Regions from separate parts of the Mus musculus genome. Here region 1 is linked to region 2. Evidence: chromatin contacts called from public HiChIP or PLAC-seq data. All regions are on one chromosome and are shown on one strand. Each heading gives the region's core, a stretch centred on a gene start, on an enhancer-like site or on the middle of the called end of the contact. The rest is flanking DNA. Distances are from core to core; before and after follow the strand shown.

Region 1 (4,692 bases), core at 628-3,127, 420 kb after region 2:
TGCTCCTAACTGCTGAGTCACATAAAAAGAGAGAACTGACTCCATAAAATTGACCTTTTGCCTCTCCACATGCACCATGCTATGAGTGCCTACACATGTACATAATGTACATTCACAAAAAAAATTTTTTTAACTTTTTAAAGAAAATATAGTTAGTATGTGAAATAATTGTAATGTTGAATCTTCAGAATAGAAAGAGGGGCAGTAGTTTTGCCCTGGAATTATTGCTGTTAAAATGATTTAGCTTCTTTTCCTGTTGCTCTGATAAAATACCAACAAAATTACCTTAAAGAAGAAAATAGGGCTGGAGAGATGGCTCAGTGGTTAAGAGCACTGACTGCTCTTCCAAAGGTCCTAAGTTCAATTCCCAGCACTCAACATGGTGGCTCACAACCATCTGTAATGGGATCTGATGCCCTCTTCTGGTGTGTCCGAAGACAGTGGCAGTGTACTCACATACATGAAATAAATAAAGAAGAGGAAGAAGAAAGGGAGAGAGAAAGAAAGAGAGAAAGAAGAAGAAACAGTCTGGGGTTGGGGATTTAGCTCAGTGGTAGAGTGCTTGCCTAGCAAGTGCAAGGCCCTGGGTTCAGTCCTCAGCTCTGGAAACAAACAAACAAAAAAGTCAAAATAACAAAAAGACAAAAAACAAAAACAAAAAAACAAGGTAACTAGCAAGAAGAAACAGTTTATTTGTTTCACAATTCAAGGTTACAGTCCATTCTGTTAAGGGTACAGACTTGAAGCAACTTGTTACATCACTTGTTCAGTCAAGAGCAGAGAAGAGTTAATTCATGCATTCTAGTGTTTGGCTCCCTTTCTCTTCTCTACCTGAAGTGTTCAGAATTTTCTTTCCTAATAGTACTACTCATAGTGGGTAGCCTTTCCCAGGAGATTCTAGATTATATCAAGTTGACAGTTAAAACTAACCATTGGGGATGGAGGAATGGCTTAGCAGTTTAGAGCACTTAATGCTTTTCGGGTGATTTGAGTTCTGTTCTCAGCATCCTTATTAGGGAGCTGACTGCAGAGTTCAGTGACACAGACCTGTAGTCACAGCTGTTTGCATGTTCAAGTCCAGTTTATTTTACATAGTTGAGACCAGGCCAACCAGGAGTTACATAGCAGAACCCTCTAAAAAGGTATTTTTTAAAAATCCTAGTTTAAAGTTATTTTTTTCTTTTTTTAAAATTTATTTATATTGTGCATGCGAGCACACTGTTGCTGTCTTCAGCACACCAGAAGAGGGCATCGGATCCCATTGCATAAGCTTGTGAGCCACCATGTGGTTGCTGGGAATTGAACTCAGGACCTTTGGAAGAGCAGTCAGTGCTCTTAACCTCTGAGCCTCCTCTCCAGCCCCTTTTCTTTTTTGGTTTTTCGAGACAGGGTTTCTCAGTATAGCCCTGGCTGTCCTGGAACTCACTTTGTAGACCAGGCTGGCCTCGAACTCAGAGATCCACCTGCCTCTGCCTCCTAAGTGCTGGCCGGCTTTCTTTGATTTTTAAATTCAGCTTTATCATAAGCATTTCTAAGATTTGGGGTGGAAGTTAAAAATACTTTATTTTTAGTTTATGTATATGGGTGTTTTGCATGCATACTACATCTGTGTACCAAGTGTATGCAGTGCTTGTGGAGACCAGAGAAGGGTATTGGATCCCTAGGGACTGGAGTTACAGAGTGTACTCTTAACTGCTGAGCCATTTCTCCAGGCCTGGTTGGTTTGGGGTCTTTCAAGTGATCTCACTGTCTGAAATCGCCACGTAGCTCAGGGTAGCCTCTTGTGTTTTGGGGTAGTTGTTTTTAAGATCGGGTGTCTTGTAGCTTAGGCTGGTCTTGATCTCTGTAGCTATGGATGACTTTGAACTCCTAATCCTCCTGCCTCCCCTTGTCCTGTGCTGGGGTTACAAATTAACAACATCACCATTCCCAGCTGAACACCTGGTTTTTAAAGATGCTTTAATTTTTTTGTTGTTTGTTTTGTTTCCTTCCTTGTTTCCATTTGCCACGCTCAGCTGCCAACTCTAAAATACTTAACATTCATGATTGTTTTATGGTGTGTCTTCCAGGATGTTTGACTAAGGAAGGGCACTTTGAATACTTGACTAATTGGAAATTCAGTGTTGACTTTGTAATGAACTCCTCTATCGGAGCAAGATTATCATAAATATGTGTAATCTTTAACTAAAATGTTTCTCGTAGGAGTTTATTTAGAAATGCACTGACAAAGAATATTACCTTTCTTTTCATTTTTTTTTTTTCAGACAGGTTTTCATTTATACCAGGCTGGTCTCAATGTCATAATGTCGATGACTTTGACTTTCCATTCTGCCTCTACTTCCCCAGTGCTAGAATTACAGCCGAGAACCACTAAACCCAGTTGTGTTTGTTTTTGTTTTTGTTTTATACAGTGCTAGGATCCAGGTTTCTTGCACGTTTGATAAGTACCCTACCAACGAGACTACCTGTCTAGCCCTCCTTTTTTTTCTTTTTTGGTATATAAATAAATATATGTTAAATTAGAAAATTACCCATTAGACTGTTTATAATAGTCACCTGAAGGCAATTACTTGGCGGGAGGGGGGAGTTCAAGACAGGGATTCTCTATATAGCCCAGGCTTATCTGATTAACTTGGAGCTCACAAGAAGACCAAGCTGGCTTCAAACTTAGAGATCTGTCTGCCTCTACCTTCTGAGTGCTGGGATAAAGGTTGTGGACCATGCTTGTTTTAGGCTTTTACTTTTTTTTTGGGGGGGGGGGTGGGGGGTTGAGACAGGGTTTTTCTTTATAGCTCTGGCTGTCCTGGAACTCACTTTGTAGACCAGGCTGGTCTCGAACTCAGAAATCTGCCTGCCTCTACCTTCTGAGTGCTCAGCACGCCTGGCTAGGCTTTTACTTTTTAAATTACATGTTTTCATGTGGGTTTTTTCTTTTTAAAAGATTACTTATTTTAGAGTGAGAAATTACCAATTTTTATAATCTGTACAAAATAAAATTATTATCCAAAGATCTCAACCTGACCAGGTATTTTGTCACATGACTGTAATGTCAACACTCAGGAGGCCACGGTAGTGGGATAGCTGTCCCTTGCACTGAAGTGGTCTACAGTTCTCTCTTTTTCGCAAGCCCCAAAATGTTTTCTTTTTCTCTTTTTCATATATGCAGCTTCTGGTAATGTAGTTTAGTGATTCAATAGTGAACTTTGTTTGTAGTAGGTAGTTTTTCCTGAAAGCATTGACCCTTTAGAGTCTCTGTATGAGTAGTTTGAGATTTCACCAAGCTCTCTCTATATATATGAAGAGAAAAGAACCTTGGAAATGTAAGGAACAGTATTTTCCTTTCCCCTAGGCTACTTTACATCTGATTATGATGCAATGTGCTGTCTTCTAAGATTTTATCCTTGAAAATGCATTCTGTATTGTCATCTGCGGTCTTCATAGTGGGTTATATGCCTACCCCTTTTCTCTTCATCTTTTCTAAATTGATGTTATAGTTCCACAGGTGCTTTTAATTTTTAAGCTAAGTATGTTTTTATACGTTTTTCTATTGCATGTTAATAAAAGGTTTAATGAATCATTTGGAGAATTTACATGTTTTGAGATGCTCTGATGGGAAAGAGTAATATTTAAAGAGTTCCTAGGAGCCTGGAGTATAACTTAGTTGGTAGAACCCTTGCTTAGTGTTCATTACCAGGATATAGTGGTGTAGACCTATAACCCAACATTCCAGAGGTAGAAGTAGTGGTAGGTTCCATTCAGAGTTACCCTCAACATATAGTGAGTTCAAGGCTGACCTGCACAACTACAAGAGACCCTGTCTACATTCTGGTTGCCACTTTGTCCTTATTTACAGTGCTACTCTTCTATAATTCTGATGGCAATCTGAATTGTCCTTGAAACAGAAGTTACAAGTGGCAAGGAAGAAATGAAGAAGTTATATCCAGCCATAATGTTTGCACACCTGTTGAGATTACATATGCTATGCCTGAATAAACTGTCTATTTTGAAGTTATAGTTTAACAATCTAATTGAGCAGCTAAATTGTATAAAAATCAAATATTGAAGTGAAAAAATACTGTCTTCCTTCCTTAAAGAAGAATAAAGTGTGTGTCCCTGGAGTGGCTTGGTTGGGAGAGAAAAGTAACCCCTGCCTTGGGTCAAAGATCCGGCCCTCATGAAATACAGAGATGTGTCATGAATGTTTATGACTCAAGCTGAGGTTTGCCAAGCTAACATTTGCTTTTTCCTACTTTTAGATTTTTAAGACATCTCATGTAACCCATTCTGGCCTTCAATTCCTGATCTTCCTACTTCTTAAGTGCATGTGCCCAGCCCTAACAAACATTTCTTGAATGCATAAATTTATGATTGAAAGTTTGTGCTTTATATTTCATCCCTATTACTACAGAAAAAAACAATAATTGAGCAGATAATATATGTGTATTATAAAGAATATCAGTCTCCTTTCTTTTTTGAGTCAGGATTGGCTTTGTGCTCATAGAGATTCACTAAGGTGCTAGGATTAAAGGCAGACATCACCATGCCTGGCAAAAATAGTCTATTGTTAAGGTATAGTGAAAACAAATAAGTTAGTTGTGATATGTTATGACAGAGGATAGGAAAGGAGTATGTATCAGCACATTCAGGTAAGGAACATAGCCCAGAGAGTAGAGTAGAAAGGGAAACAATGTT
Region 2 (5,483 bases), core at 208-2,707:
ACTGAGCCATCTCACCAGCCCTAGATCTATTCTTGAACAGATCCTCCAGCAGCCATAGACTCACAAGTTCTGGGATGACAGATAGGAGCTTCCCAGTGTGAATATACGTTCTACCATCAATTTAGGAAATAATGATGAGCAGTATCTCTGTTCAGTACACATACAGTTTTCCCCCACAAACCCAGGCCTCACAGATGCAGGCAGATTCCATCATGGAGCTGCAGCTCAGCTTTAGTCTTGGGATTCTTCGTGGGCAGCAGCAGTTAAAGTTCAATGTCCTGCTTATTCCTTTATCTGTGCTTTTAAGAGAATGTTCACTTCTCCAGCTGGGAACCCAGAACAAGTGAAAGCAACTGTGTTGCAGTAAGAGCAAGTCCTTGGGCCCTTCCTTGAAACCTTTTGTTCTTTAACTAAAGCTCTCCAAGCGGCTGCCCTCCCCCACCCCACCCCATACACATAACCTTTCTCTCTGTAGCTTTGGCTGTCCTGGAACTCACTCTGTAGACCAGCCTGGCCTCCAACTCAGATCTGCCTGCCTCTACTTCCCAAGAGCTGGGATCAAAAGTGTGCGCCACTATGCCTGGAACTCAATTTCTTTTCTAAGAAATGGAAAGAACATAGGCTAACAGAGACTTGTAAGGCATGAAATACATAGGCTTAAATCTAGCAGGTTAGGTAGGTGTGTGGTGGGCCATTGTTATCTCACTCCCTTGGAGTCTGTGTCAGGAACACTGAATCCAGGGCAAGCCTGGACAGCATAGCTTCCTTTCACCATCTCCCAAAAGCCCCACAATTAAGTGTTCTGTAGGACGTGGTTATTTGCTCAAAATAATATAGGCCACCACCAAAGAGGCAATCCCCTATTACTCATGATAACTTTCTACTGGCAGATTATAATAGTGGATAGTAAATTAAGGGATAGTTGCAGACATTATTGCTAAAAGTGGAAAGACAAACAAACATCCTTTTTAAGTTCAATTAAAAAAAATCTGCTCGGCAGAGTTTTGTTTCTGCTTTTTTCAGGTTCTCATGTATCCCAGGCTGGCAGTGAACTTCTCACTCTCCTGCCTGTGTCTCCTAAGAGCTGGGATTACAGGTGTGTGTCTCCACTTCTAATAGACCACACTATCAGCCCACTTGCTTTGTTAGTAGGAAAAGCAGGATGTGGCGGGAGCCTCCTCCTCAGGGACCTCCGAGCTAATTTCTCAGGCATCCTAGGAGATTATGGGGAAAGCAGGGCCTCAGCAGGCTGAAGCCATCAGGTGTCTAAGGCTTTGGGGACCTGAGACTCAAAGGGTTCCACAATCAAGAGAGCTCCAAAAGCTGCTCGGCATCTTGGTTCTTTAGGGGCAAAGTCACAAGGGCCTGAACGATTTATTACTCAAGTTTGTTGCGTCTTACGGCTGCCACCCCAAGCTTTGGAGCACACAGGTATGAGTCACTGCCATTCGACCCAGCAGATGACCCTTTAGAGCTGTTGACTCCTTACATTTAAGGTTATGCAGGCAGGGTGGAGCTCAGACAGACTGCTTGCTAACATGCCTGAGGCTCTGCGTTTGGTCCCTAGCACTGGGTCAGAAGTTCAAGATAATGCTGGGCATTGAATTTGAGGCTAGCCTGGGAAACATGAGACCCTGTCTCAGTAAAGAAAAGATAGAAAAGAAAAGAAAAGAAAAGAAAAGAAAAGAAAAGAAAAGAAAGGAAAGGAAAGGAAAGGAAAGGAAAGGAAAGGAAAGGAAAAGAAAAGAAAAGAAAAGAAAAGAAAGAAGAAAAGGAAGAAAGGAAGGGAGGGAGGGAGAAAGGAAGGAAGGAAGGAAGAAAGAAAGAAAGAAAGGAAGGAAGAAAGGAAGAAAGGAAGAAAGAAAGAGAGAGAGAAGGAAAGAAAGAGAGAAAGAGAGAGAAACAAAGAAGCAGGTTATATACACAAAACCAGATTTAGTGGCATAGATGTGTGATCCAGCTACTCAGGAGGCTGAGGTAGTAGGATTGCCATGATTTAGAGGACAGACTGGAGTATAGTGAGACGAGAGAGACAGAGAGAGAGACAGAGAGAGAGAGACAGAGAGAGACAGAGAGAGACACAGAGAGAGACAGAGAGAGACAGAGATTGAGAGTAATTGGTATGGAAGCTGGAGGTAGGAACCTGGGAAATCATATACTTATACACTGATCCACGTATTTCAGTCTGTTATGGTTGTTTTTGAGTTTTTAAAAATGTTACTTGCTTTTATGTATAGTTGTGTTCTGTGTGCTTGTATATCTGTGTACCACATGTGTGCCTGGTGCCTACAGAGACCAGAAAAGGGCATCAGATCCCCTGGAACTAGTTACATGTGGTTATGAGCTGCCATGTGGGTGGTGGGAATTGAACCTGGGTCCTCTGGAAGAACAGTCGGTGCTCTTAACCACTGAACAATCTCCCTGGCCTGTTTCTGATTTTAAACCATTTTTTAAAGATTTATTTTTATTTTAGATATATGAGTGTTTTGCTTGCATGCATCTGTGTACTATGTGTATACCGGGTGCCTGCAGAGGGCAGAAGAAGATGTCACATCCTGGACCTTCTGCAACTGGAGTTAACATAGTTATGGTCAATCATGTGAGTGCTGGGAATCAAACCCAGGGTCTCTGCAAGAGCAATAAATATGCTCTTAACTGCTGAACCACCTCTCAAGCCCCACCTCTAGTTTCTTAAATGCAATCTGAGATGAATTTGGATGTCTAAAGCAGTCCAACTAGTTGGCTCAGCCAATAAAGGCGCTTGCCACCAAGTCTTTTTATTCAGTCTGGGACCTTAGCCCATGGAATGATGCCACCCACATTTAGCGTGGGTCTTTCTACCTCAGATAACCCAATCCAGAAGCTCCCTCACAGGCATGCCTCATAAGCGTGTGTCTTGTGTGATTCTAAGTCCTGTCAAGTTAACTGTCAGTACCAACCGTCACAGTACTGGTGGCCTTCTCTCCAACATCCCCTTGCTTCTCTATAACTCTCCCTAAAATTTTCATTTCTTAAAGAGGCTGGCGAAACTGCACAGCAGTTAAGAGCTCTGCCTGTTCTTCCAGAGGACCCGGATGGGTCTGTAACTCCAGTCCCAGGGGATCTGACACCTTCTTCTTGTCTCCATGGGTACTGCATGCACATTCATGTGGAACACAGACACGCATGCAAGGCAAAACTCACCCCATTCACATAAAAAAAAATCAAGATAAAACGTTTTAAAAACTCATTTAGACTTCTTTTGTTTGTATCTATCTCTCCTGGAACTGGAGTTGTAGGTGGTTGTAAACTGACCAAGGTGGGTGCTAGAAATCAAATGTGGGTCCTCTGGAAGAGCAGGCAGTGTTCTGAGTAGCTGTGGCTAGACTGGAACTTGCTATGTAAATCAGATTGCCCTCAAACTCACAGCAATCCACATACCCTGGCTCCTGAGTGCTGGGCTTAAAGCTACCACACGGGGCTTCTCACAATGCTCTTCTACTTTAGGTCTGGTTATAGGCACTGAGTAGCCCCCATGCTTTTGCTCAGGAGCTACCCACGATCTTAATGTATTCTGGAATCTGTTAGACGTCTTGCACAAAACGTTTGTAGGCACAGCAATCATCCGGTGGCTTTCATTTTAGCTGTCCAGTGTTCCTTGCCTTTTGGCTAAGGTCAAGTGCAAGGAACTCCTATCTCTAGTCCACCCAACCTCCCCATCCTCCTTGTGATTTCTCTCACTAGGCTTTTCATTCAACAGACTCTGTTCTTGTGTTTCTCAAGGCCCCTCAAGCTCCCACTTTTCCCTTCAGCCAAGTGGTGATCCTATCTATGATGCTTCAGTAACCTCAAGGTTATCATGTGGTATTTACAGGCCATACACATTTGCCAAAGAGAAATTTACTGACACTAAGCCTAGTTCGTGGGAGTGTTTGGTTTTTTAATTACTGACTTGCCTGCTGATGTAGGAGTTGGCCTCAGCCCCCTCTTGCCTCTGCCTCTGACTGCTAGGTTGAGCTACCATGCCAGCTAAGAAGCTAGCTGTTGAATGCAGGTACTTAGTTTATGGTTTTGGCTTTAGTGTCATCTTCCTCCCTTCCCCCTACTGAGATTGAGCCCAGGGTCTCACATATGCTACGCAAGTGTATATCCTTAGCTCCCCTCCTCCGTTTTTGAGACCAAGTCATATATAGCCCATATGACCAAGGAAGACCTGAGTTTATCCTGCTTCCACTTCAAATGCTGGGCTTATAGGCATGCACCATCATGCTCATTTTATGACACCATGAGGCTCAAGCACAGGGCCTTGTGCACAGTAGACAAATACTCTTACCAGCTGAGCTACATGGCCAGGCCCATCAGGAGTTAAACATCTTTGAAGAGATTCACTAATTTGCTGTGTATGTGCATGTGAGAGCAGGTGCCTACAGGCTAGAGGACTCCCCTGCTGCTGGGGTTACAAGCAGTTGTGAGCTGTCTAACATGGTGTTTGGAGCCAAATCTGGGCCTCTGTAGAGCGGCATGTGCTCTTACCCACTGAGTGACCTCTCCAGCCTGAGTCTTTTCATTAAAAGTATTTATTTTGTATTATTGTGCTTGTGTTTGAATGTGAGTATGGGTGCATGTGTGCCACAGCTCAAGTGTGGGTTTCCTGTTTGCCACTTTGTATGCCAGATTAGGAGGCCCTCAGGTTTGCTGGGATTGTCCTGGCTCCACTGAGATTATAACTCTGAGCTGTTTCTCTGGGGGTAGTGTTAAAATTCCTTCTCAGGTCCCAACGGCAAACTGAGGCAGGAACCAAGGAGTTTACTGCTGTCCTTACAGATCCTAAATGAGGGGCACTTAAAAGGGGTGGCACCTGGAAAGCCTTTATCTCACAGCCCCATGTTCAGGCTGCTTACTTAGCTACAATAGGTGGTAAGGAGCCAGAGACATCAGGTGAGACCCTCTCTCTCTCTCCCCGCCCCACCCCTCTGTGTGTGTGTGTGTGTGTGTGTGTGTGTGTGTGTGTGTGTGTGTGTGTATGTGTGTGTGCAGGACAGTCAAGCTGTCAATATGCCCAGTTGGAATGATCTTGGGCAGCAAAGGGGCATAGCTGATTGCCCCAAGATGGTGGCAATTCTGTTCAGTCCTGTTAATACTTAGCTCCTTCAGTGTGGTGTTCCTCACATGTGAACAAAACTGAGTGAGGGGGGATGGTAGTGTGTGCATTGAGTCCCTGCAGAGGTAGGTGAATCTCTGAGTTCAAGGCCAGTGTGGTCTGTAGAGTGAGTTCCAGAACAACTAGAGCTACACAGAGAAACCCTGTCTCAAAAGAAAAAAAAAAAAAAAAAAACCAAGGCAAGAGTTAGGGCACTGGGACTTGCAGGCACACACCACACACCCAGTTGGACTGGCTCAGTAGAAACTGTAGCACACAGTAAAAACATTTTTTTAACCATGCTGTAAAGAATTCAACAATACTGACATTTTATTAAGAAATGTCTTTATTTTAAATGATAGTA

Evidence for each region. HiChIP or PLAC-seq counts read pairs in DNA pulled down with a chosen protein or histone mark.
Region 1: an HNF4G HiChIP or PLAC-seq map of pancreatic cancer cells shows a contact between it and region 2. The contact joins two enhancer-like sites. A contact is called at or near these places in 1 of 39 promoter capture datasets (liver) and 1 of 115 datasets of contacts at active chromatin or transcription factors (pancreatic cancer cells).

What each region holds. Positions count from the first base shown.
Region 1 is chr3:95,599,439-95,604,130 of GRCm38.p6, forward strand. All of the region lies in intron 2 of Golph3l (golgi phosphoprotein 3-like), which reads left to right. Among named protein-coding and RNA genes, the nearest start is that of Golph3l, 13 kb to the left of the region's middle. Within about 2 kb of position 1,878, at least 16 of the 459 cell types and tissues checked have an H3K27ac peak or open chromatin away from gene starts, as enhancers often do. A contact at or near this core is called in pancreatic cancer cells, where this site is marked.
Region 2 is chr3:95,176,319-95,181,801 of GRCm38.p6, forward strand. It overlaps Gabpb2 (GA repeat binding protein, beta 2), which reads right to left. Exons shown (of 10, transcript NM_029885.1): 10 at 5,448-5,483. Among named protein-coding and RNA genes, the nearest start is that of Sema6c, 15 kb to the left of the region's middle. Within about 2 kb of position 1,458, at least 30 of the 459 cell types and tissues checked have an H3K27ac peak or open chromatin away from gene starts, as enhancers often do. A contact at or near this core is called in pancreatic cancer cells, where this site is marked.